3 separate regions of the Mus musculus genome follow, and regions 1 and 3 are each linked to region 2. A link is a contact called in public Hi-C data. All regions are on one chromosome and are shown on one strand. The core of a region is the stretch at or near the end of the contact, and the rest is flanking DNA. Distances in the headings are between cores, read along the strand shown. Region 1 overlaps Ralgps2 (Ral GEF with PH domain and SH3 binding motif 2). Region 2 has its middle 10 kb from the start of Gm39683. Region 3 overlaps Abl2 (v-abl Abelson murine leukemia viral oncogene 2 (arg, Abelson-related gene)).

Region 1 (3,211 bases), core at 451-2,950, 130 kb after region 2:
CCCTCAATATATTTCTTAAACACAAATACTGCATGTATTTACTCTACTTTGAAGAAAATGAAATTATTTAAATGTTAAGTCAGCACAGAGTGAAATGAATACGGTAATTCTAGTAAAGTGAGTAATGAGAAGTGACTCCTCCTGGAGTCAGTCACTCAAACGGCTCCAAAAGAAGCACATACGTGTGGCAGTCTGCAAGTGTCATGGCACAGAAGGACTCTTACTTCACTGTCTCTATTTCTCCTGCAGGAAACTGCGCCCACTTCCATAAAGGAGGCTGGTGGTACAACGCCTGTGCACACTCTAACCTCAACGGAGTATGGTACAGAGGTGGTCATTACAGAAGCAAGCACCAAGATGGCATTTTCTGGGCTGAATACAGAGGCGGGTCCTACTCCTTGAGGGCAGTACAGATGATGATCAAGCCTATTGACTGACACCTCCAAGTAAATGACACAGAACTTCACTTCCAGTTCCCCAAATCTAAACATTACACGTTACTCTGCACAACTTATTTTTACAGGTACAGTTTTTAAAATACATTTTACTACTATAAAAATGTATCTGTGAAAACAGTTCCATTCTCCTTCAAGGAAGATTATGCAAATCCTTGTTATTTTAAAAATTATATTGACTGAATATTGGTAAATGTAAATATTGGCCACAATGTAAAACAAATCTTAGCTTTATTTTGAATCAAATCCAAATACATGTTCAAGATACTTCATGATTTATTTAAAAAATATAAGTCTGCTCTAACTTTCACTGAAAAAAATTATTTCAAGAGTTCAGCCAATTAGTGCATTTTATTTATGAAAATACAGACAGGAAACTAGAGGAAAAAAACTCTAGTTTTGCCACTAGGAAATGTTTTTCCAGTAAGTACAACTTTAAAATAAAATTTTAAATTGAATTTATGCTTGTAATGATTTTCCTCTAATAATTTAGGACACAAAGTACAAAATGTATCACTTTAAAAATGCACAACTAACACCCTCATTACATAAACAAGTTAATTTCTTGACAGTCATGATATGCTAATATCAAAATCTCCTGATACACGTTATGTAATGACAAAAGCAACAGGGTACTGATATCACAAAACAAAATCGCCAGTATACCAACTTTTTAATATATTTGAATTATGATTCTAAATGTATTCATTATCCCCCTATCCCAGTCATTGAACTTTACCTCAAAAACACCCACCTAACTACGAGCTAGCAGTGTAGCTCAGTGGTACTGTGCATGCCTGGCATGTGTGAAGGCCTGGGTTTGATTTATAGCAATGGCAAAGGAAAAAAAAAATCTGTCTGTGACTTGTGAAAAAGATTGGATAGCTTTATACTTACATCTAAAAGAATTTCAACAATCAGTTAAAGACATTTTCCTAACAGTGAGGATACAACAGCCTTAAAGCAAACTCCATAGGCCCTGGCAGGTTCAAACTGCTAACTCATTTTACAGTGTGTGTGACTGACCTTTGTCCTACTTTGTCTAACTCATCTTCCCAATCATCTCCATTATCAGGGCCTCCTAGAACCACTTCCTCCCAGTAATTATTCACTTGTTACAGCTAATCATCCATCAAGCTAAAATCATAAAGATGTGAGACAGATGGTAAGGTAAAGTGAAAATGCAGCAGAACTAAAGGAGCACCCTGTCCACACGGGGGCAGTTTAACACGGACAGCCACACAGACACCCTGTCCACACGGGGGCAGTTTAACACGGACAGCCACACAGACACCCTGTCCACATGGGGACAGTTTAACATGGACAGCCATAGGCAATCCAAGTTCCCATGCATCACAGAGGCAGTGAAAACCCCTGGTAAAACCCATGACTGAGTGGCAGTGGCATTTGTCTTTGCCACCAACCAGCATGTCACACCTGACATCAGAGGCAAATCTTACAGAACCATCCCAGAACTAAAACCAGAACAAGGTAAAAGTAAACACACAAGATAGAAAACAAATGAGCTTTCAAATTGCCCTACCTTGTGGATGGATTCTACTCTACTGCACAGCTGGTGCAGGTTCGCTCTTGAGCTCGCAGAAACGTGGCTGAAGTACCATCTGTACTATTAACGACTGCACCCCCTCCACCGCCCTGGATGAACACTATCCAAGTTTGCATGAGCTTACAGTGACCCATGAGCTTTCCTTGTCAGTGATTATGACAGCGAGTTCTAGGACAGCCAGGGCTACCCAGAGAAACCTTGTCTCTCAGAAAAAAAACCAAACCAAAGCTAAAGAAGAACTGACAACAATAATTATATCAGGCACATATGGTTGAATGCCTAGTTGTTATTAAAACACGTTACTAAAGGGTCAACAACTGCAATTCTGTTTGTGGCTAGCAGTCACTTCTAAGTATCTGTTTCTGTTTGTTTGTTTTTTTGTTTTTGTTTTTGTTTTTTTGTTTTTAGACATTTATTGTAGAAAGGCAGAGAGGTAGAGTAGGGGAAGTAGAGACTGGCTTAATAACCTCTTTTAAAAAACCATAAGCACAAGAATATTAATTAACTCCATCCCCAACTGACATCTGTCACAAGTCTTTGAAAGTAGCCACCCTCACAACAGAAAGGACATCAGTGGGACTTTGAACGTACTTGACAGGAGTGAGGGTCAAAGGGATGGGGGGGGGGGTGGAGGGGTGGAGACTGCAGTTCTGCCTAAGGAGAAACCTACAGCCAGGTGCCACTGGCTAAGAGTTCAATCTCAGAATCCACAAGAAAATGATGGAATGTGCTCTACTGCTGGCTTAGAACATGATATATAATCAAAGGCCAGCAAGATGACTCAGCGGCTAAGGACAGCAGGTGCCAAGCCTGATGCCCTGAGTTTATTCTCCACACAGCACAAGGAGAGAACTTATCCAGCAAGTTGTCCACTGACTTCTGTATACACTCTCAATATCAATGAGTAAATATAAACATTTAAATAAGTAAAATTAATCCAGAGCATATATTACTTACTAAACCAAAGAAATGAAAGTGCAGTAAAATTCTTAAAATATAGATACCTACATGTTTCTCACCATTAGAGATCTTGATATCACTGTCGGTGACTTTTGTATATAACATTTTATCAAAGGAAAAGGGCAAGTATTTCTTTAGTTCCTTACAGAAAGAACTATAGGACGGGACTGGCAGTGTGGGCTGCTTGGTGGTAGACTGTCTAGCATGTTTGAAGACCTGGGTTCCATCT
Region 2 (3,115 bases), core at 493-2,992:
CTTTAGTCACAGCCTCTAAAATTCTGGGGTTACAGGTGTGAACTACTAGGCCCAGTTTGTCACAATGTTTTTTTTTTTACATTACCACCACATTTTAGAAGGTCTCTACTAGTTTATGCTGAGGATATGATGAAATTTATTTAACGTGTGCCCTCTCATTGGACATTTAGGTTCATTACATTTGTGTACTGTTGCTAATTTTAGAAAGGTTATGGGTAGACTTGCCTAGAGATGGAATTGTCCTCCTACAGGAGCCTGCAGAAGTAACACAGACACAGCTTGTCACAAATACAGCACAGTTCACTCCCAAGGGCTCCTAAAGAATTCATAAACAACTGGAATTATCTGCTTTGCTTTGGTGTCCCACACAGCTGTCAAGGATAGCGCATTCAAAGGACCAGCTAAGCAGCAGCGGACCAAGGAAATGGAATGCTAGTTATTTTCAACATGTTCAGAATGTCATATGTCAGTGTGTGTGTGTGTACATGAGTGTAGGTATATGTGTAGGTGTGTATATATCTGTGTGTCTGTGTAGGGGTGTGTGTGTACGCGGGTGTGCATGTGTGTGTGTATGTAGGTGCGTATGTGTATGTGGGGGGCATGTCTGCCGTGACACATGTCTGGAGGCCAGAGCACAATTTTCTGGACTTTGTTCTCTCCTCACCGTTGAGAGGATCCGGGGATTGAACTCAGATCCTCAGGTCTGCGTCCTCACCCACTGAGCCATCTTACTGGCCCTCTCTTTTCCCTTTGTTGCATTTTACATCTAATTTTGTTTTTGATCTGTGGAAGAAATCCATTACAGGTTTCTCTAGCGTACAAAGGAATAGTATGTACAAGCGAATTTCCGCCTTGAACTCATTTCCGTCGCCGTTACACACAGTGTTTCTGTGTCCCTCTTCAGAGCTGAGTGGACCTCATTCAGGATCATGTCCTAAATTCTGCTGGGTGTGATGTGATGTGATCCTCTGACTCCAGTGCCAAGAAGGAGGGCAGCTCTCTCCACCTCAGGTTATAAAATGCGCCAAACAATGATGTAATGGCACAGAAATAAATATGGGATTCTCAATGAAACGCTAAGCACCGGAGAAACTCACACAGAAACTGAAAACAGTTTTGAAACCTTTCAGTCCTACCTTCCTCCACTCACAAACACAGACAGGCAATTCACAAGTAAACTCAAATTTTTCAACAGCCGATGGTTTGTAGCCATGAAAGAAAAAAAAAAAAAAAAAAACAACCACCCACAAGTCAAACACTGCCTACAGAGCCTTTCCTTGTCCTTGTCAGAGCTCAAAGAAGGTCCTCCAGCAACACAAACCTCTGAGGTTGAGGGCTGCAGGGACCAGGGCGGTCCAGGACAGAGTTCCTTTCATGAAGCAGAGTGAAGACTGAGTTTATTCATGGGATTTGGGGGTGGTTGAACTTCGTGCTCTCCAGGGCCCCATCTGCAGTCCTGGAAGAGGCTGGGCCCTGAGGGCTTACTCACCCTCTGGAGAGCAATATGGGGTGTGGTTGTGAACCCCAGCATCCGCTATGGGAGGTGCTCAGATGGGAGCTCTGATCCTGGGTCTCTGTGGCTGCTCCAACATTTGTCACTTGTGTCTGAGCTGATGCCAACTTTCAAGGACCCCAGACCAGCAGGAGCTAGACACCAAATCCAGTCTCGCTATAACCTTTATGCCACTCTCTCATGAAACAAACACCCAGGTCCCAGCTACACGGTGCCAGCAGAGGAGAGGCTAGGAGAGCCTGCCAGGTGGGAATGGGGCAGGCAGGGCGTCTGGGAGGAGGCATCTTCTTAGAGAGAGGGAAGTGCTCTCCAGTGACATTTTAATTTATGTCCTGCGTGTACGACTGAGAACATGCCAGTTTCCACATAACTCCATCTCTCATCAACTAAAATGTTCCTCTTTTTCTTTTTCTGCTATGTATGAGGGGGGCATGTTCCTGTGTGTTTGTGTAGAGGGCAGAGGTTAATGTTGGGCGTCTGTATCTCTCTACCTTAGTTTCTGAGACAGTCTCTCACAGGACACGGAGTTCAGCGATTGGCTAGTCTGACCAGTGAGTCCTGATATCTGCCTGTCTCTGTTCCCCATGCTAAGCTTTTTAGGTTGGTGTGGGGGATCTGAACTCAGGTCCTCATGCTGGCATTTTGCCCATGCAGCCATTTCCCCAGCCTCTGCTCTTATTTTCTTATCCTGTGGGGTCAGAGGTGACACACATATAGAGCTGTGACAGATATCAGGATCCTCTCAGTAGGTGTTGTGTATACAAAGTGTGGCATCCACACTGCAGTACCAGAGTGCTACTCTGTCTTAGTCAGGGTTTCTATTTCTGCACAAACATCATGACCAAGAAGCAAGTTGGGGAGGAAAGGGTTTATTTGGCTTACACTTCCATGTTGCTGTTCATCACCAAAGGAAGTCAGGACTGGAACTCAAGCAGGTCAGAAAGCAGGAGCTGATGCAGAAGCCATGGAGGGATGTTCTTTACTGGCTTGCTCAGCCTGCTCTCTTATAGAACCAAGACTACCAGCCCAGAGATGGTCCCACCCACAAGGGGCCTTTCCCCCTTGATCACTAATTAAGAAAATGCCTTACAGTTGGATCTTATGGAGGCATTTCCTCAACTGAAGCTCCTTTCTCTGTGATAACTCCAGCTGTGTCAAGTTGACACAAAACTAGCCAGTACACACTCTAACAGCCCTTCTGTGTTTATTGAGCACCTACAGAGAGCAGGTCACAGGCTCTGGGTCCTTGTTCTTGGGACTCACAAGGCAGTAGGAGCCTGGTAGTAGGCTACTTCAGATGACAGTATTTTAAAATAAGAGTATCCTCTGTGGTGTTTTCATTTGCTAGATCTGGTAAGTCTACCCAGGACACCATTAAGAATACAAAGTATGGAGTTCATAACTAGGGACTCTTGTCGTTTCTTCCTTTCTGACTCTTTCCAGGCCTTCAAGATGTTGAAGTAAGGACATGGGGTGGGTCCCCTGGAGTGACATTCTGGAGTTCCCTGGGTCAACTCTGCTGACATTACAGGAACCAAAAATTCGTATGTCATCTCTGTGAAGGGAATCAAGGGCCAGCTGAACACTTCCTGCTGCTGGTGT
Region 3 (3,010 bases), core at 326-2,825, 92 kb before region 2:
TAAATGCAGACAGAGCTTTCTAATGTAGTCACACTAACTGCTCACCTCTTGTCTCTCCTGTTTTTGATTGGCCATTTCTCAGCAGGGTTCATTAGAAGCACACAGGCCTCCAGTGGGTCCCCAGCTCTGCCTCGAAAGCAAAGAGATAAGTCGCCCAGCAGCCTCTTAGAAGATGCCAAAGAGACATGCTTTACCAGGGATAGGAAGGGGGGCTTCTTCAGCTCCTTCATGAAAAAGAGGAACGCCCCCACGCCCCCGAAGCGCAGCAGCTCCTTTCGAGAAATGGAGAATCAGCCCCACAAGAAATATGAACTCACGGGTAACTTCTCACCTGTTGCTTCTCTACAGCATGCTGATGGGTTCTCTGTCGCTCCCAGCCAGCAAGAGCCGAATCTGGTGCCAGCCAAGTGCTATGGGGGGAGCTTTGCACAGAGGAACCTCTGTGCTGATGATGACAGTGGTGGGGGTGGGGGCAGTGGCACTGCTGGGGGCGGGTGGTCTGGTATCACAGGCTTCTTTACACCTCGATTAATCAAAAAGACACTGGGCTTGCGAGCAGGTAAGCCCACAGCCAGTGATGACACTTCGAAGCCTTTTCCAAGGTCCAACTCTACATCTTCCATGTCCTCAGGGCTTCCAGAGCAGGATAGGATGGCAATGACCCTTCCCAGGAACTGCCAGAGGTCCAAACTCCAGCTGGAAAGGACAGTGTCCACCTCTTCTCAACCAGAAGAGAATGTGGACAGGGCTAATGACATGCTTCCAAAAAAATCTGAGGAAGGTGCTGCTCCAGCCAGGGAGAGACCAAAAGCCAAACTATTGCCCAGAGGAGCCACAGCTCTTCCCTTGAGAGCCCCTGATCCAGCCATCACAGAGAGTGACTCTCCGGGGGTAGGGGTGGCTGGAGTGGCAGCTGCCCCCAAAGGCAAGGAAAGGAATGGTGGGACGCGACTTGGAGTCGCTGGAGTCCCCGAGGATGGAGAGCAGCTAGGCTGGTCTTCTCCAGCCAAGGCTGTAGCTGTCCTCCCAACCACTCACAACCACAAAGTGCCAGTCCTTATCTCTCCCACTCTGAAACACACTCCAGCTGATGTGCAGCTCATTGGCACAGACTCTCAGGGGAACAAATTCAAGCTCTTATCTGAGCATCAGGTCACATCCTCTGGAGACAAGGACCGACCCCGTCGGGTAAAACCAAAGTGTGCCCCACCCCCCCCACCAGTGATGAGACTACTGCAGCATCCGTCCACATGCTCAGACCCCGAGGAAGAGCCGACTGCCCCACCTGCAGGACAGCACACTCCAGAGACCCAGGAGGGAGGAAAAAAGGCAGCTCCAGGCCCAATGCCCAGTAGTGGGAAACCTGGGAGGCCAGTCATGCCTCCACCTCAAGTGCCTTTGCCCACATCTTCCATCTCACCGGCCAAAATGGCCAATGGCACAGCAGGTACTAAGGTGGCCCTGAGGAAAACCAAACAGGCAGCTGAGAAAATCTCAGCTGACAAAATCAGCAAAGAGGCCCTGCTGGAGTGTGCCGACCTACTGTCCAGTGCAATCACGGAACCTGTGCCCAACAGCCAACTGGTGGACACTGGGCACCAGCTGCTCGACTACTGCTCAGGGTATGTGGACAGCATCCCTCAGACTCGCAACAAGTTTGCCTTCCGAGAGGCTGTGAGCAAACTGGAACTTAGCTTACAGGAGCTGCAGGTGTCTTCCACAGCTGCTGGTGTGCCTGGGACAAACCCCGTCCTTAATAACTTATTGTCGTGTGTACAGGAAATTAGCGATGTGGTGCAGAGGTAGCCATCGTCGGCTGAGTGGGGAAATGCACACATTCTGAGGGGAAAGGGAAAGGGACTCGTTTTCCTGTGTTCTCGTTCTCAAAAAGTGAAAGACTGATACTTGAGTGTGTTTATGTGAAGTACCTCAGGTCCCTGAGTTCTCACGTTTACAGGGTCATCTCAAAACAGCAGAAAGGAAGTCACAGAAGTAGATAAAAAGTCAGTGTGGTGGAGCAGGGCAGTGCGGGCAGGGTTGGAAAGTGCACTGGGAGATTAGGGAGCCTCGTGTATACATCATAGGAAGGCATAGCCCGCCCTCTCTGCGGTGGCCTGTGCCGCCCACCGCCCACCGTTGGGCTGCTCTCAGTTGTGCTGTACTGCGAAACAGGCCTTGACTTGGCCAGTCCTGGGGGTTATCACGTTTCAGTTTACTGCAAATCTGGGGAGCGGGAGAAAGCAGTGTGGGGGATGTAGCAGGAGATGTTTTATTCGAGACTAGTGGAAGTGGCTGTTGGCCTTGCTTCCGTGGTCATTGCTGTTGTAGCAAGAACTGCACATTAGATTACCAGACTACTCCACTGGGAGACATGGCCTTTCCATCTGCTTTGCACTATTTACCACGGCTGTGTCAGTTGGTGCAGAAAGTACACAGTGCAGCGGAAGTTTAGTCAGACAGACACCTCCAGGCTCTCGTACTGACTAGCAGTCACTTCTCCCACTCTTTTGGAATGTTACTTGCTAGTGGGCCAGTATCCACCTGTAGCTTGTTGGTGGCTGTCTGTAAGCCATGGGCATAGGGCAGTCTCTCTTCCTTCATTCCTGGCAGCATACCGGGCATTACCCAGCATCGATGTTGAAAATAGTGCTCACTACAGGTGCCCCTGATCACTGACACAATGGCCACTTGAGCAGCTACACATACTCTGCACTTAATGAGAATACCAAGCAGATGTCGTACCTTTCTGAAAGGGGCTGGCCACATGGCTGCTTGTACCTTTCCCTCCTTGCAGCCCTCTGGCTGGCTGTAGGGAGCCGTGTCCACTGAGGGCTCGCCTCCACAGGATCTCGTGTTCTTTGTCTTTGCTCCCAGACCATCCCTAAGCCCTTGTTGCACTTGGAGTTTGTGTTGGGAATATTCTTTATTTATTTTCTCCTTTCATCTCTATTTCAGTGTGCATAATAGAAGGAGTGGGTTATTTTCAGGGAGCACCAGTTAGGCCCAGAGC

The links. Hi-C and Micro-C count contacts between places; a contact is called where the count stands out from the background.
Region 1: a contact with region 2 is called in a Hi-C map of the G1E-ER4 cell line, with 2.6 times the contacts expected there. The contact joins two enhancer-like sites. A contact is called at or near these places in 6 of 39 promoter capture datasets (the HPC-7 cell line, embryonic stem cells, fetal liver and 3 more), 6 of 484 Hi-C or Micro-C datasets (the G1E-ER4 cell line, the HPC-7 cell line, bone marrow-derived macrophages and 1 more), 2 of 115 datasets of contacts at active chromatin or transcription factors (oligodendrocyte precursor cells and pancreatic cancer cells) and 1 of 9 other capture datasets (embryonic stem cells).
Region 3: a Hi-C map of the G1E-ER4 cell line shows a contact between it and region 2, with 3 times the contacts expected there. The contact joins two enhancer-like sites. A contact is called at or near these places in 6 of 39 promoter capture datasets (HPC-7-derived erythroid cells, embryonic stem cells, liver and 2 more), 15 of 484 Hi-C or Micro-C datasets (the CH12 cell line, the G1E-ER4 cell line, the HPC-7 cell line and 6 more) and 1 of 9 other capture datasets (pancreatic islet).

What each region holds. Positions count from the first base shown.
Region 1 is chr1:156,860,166-156,863,376 of GRCm38.p6, forward strand. The region is part of intron 8 of Ralgps2 (Ral GEF with PH domain and SH3 binding motif 2); the gene reads right to left. Angptl1 (angiopoietin-like 1) reads left to right here. Exons shown (of 5, transcript NM_028333.2): 5 at 250-913. The coding sequence ends at 437. Among named protein-coding and RNA genes, the nearest start is that of Angptl1, 23 kb to the left of the region's middle. Within about 2 kb of position 1,701, at least 40 of the 459 cell types and tissues checked have an H3K27ac peak or open chromatin away from gene starts, as enhancers often do. A contact at or near this core is called in the G1E-ER4 cell line and the HPC-7 cell line, where this site is marked.
Region 2 is chr1:156,732,794-156,735,908 of GRCm38.p6, forward strand. No RefSeq gene overlaps it. Among named protein-coding and RNA genes, the nearest start is that of Gm39683, 10 kb to the right of the region's middle. Within about 2 kb of position 1,743, at least 36 of the 459 cell types and tissues checked have an H3K27ac peak or open chromatin away from gene starts, as enhancers often do. A contact at or near this core is called in the G1E-ER4 cell line and the HPC-7 cell line, where this site is marked.
Region 3 is chr1:156,640,911-156,643,920 of GRCm38.p6, forward strand. It overlaps Abl2 (v-abl Abelson murine leukemia viral oncogene 2 (arg, Abelson-related gene)), which reads left to right. Exons shown (of 12, transcript NM_009595.3): 12 at 83-3,010. The coding sequence ends at 1,806. Among named protein-coding and RNA genes, the nearest start is that of Tor3a, 32 kb to the right of the region's middle. Within about 2 kb of position 1,576, at least 14 of the 459 cell types and tissues checked have an H3K27ac peak or open chromatin away from gene starts, as enhancers often do. A contact at or near this core is called in the G1E-ER4 cell line, where this site is marked.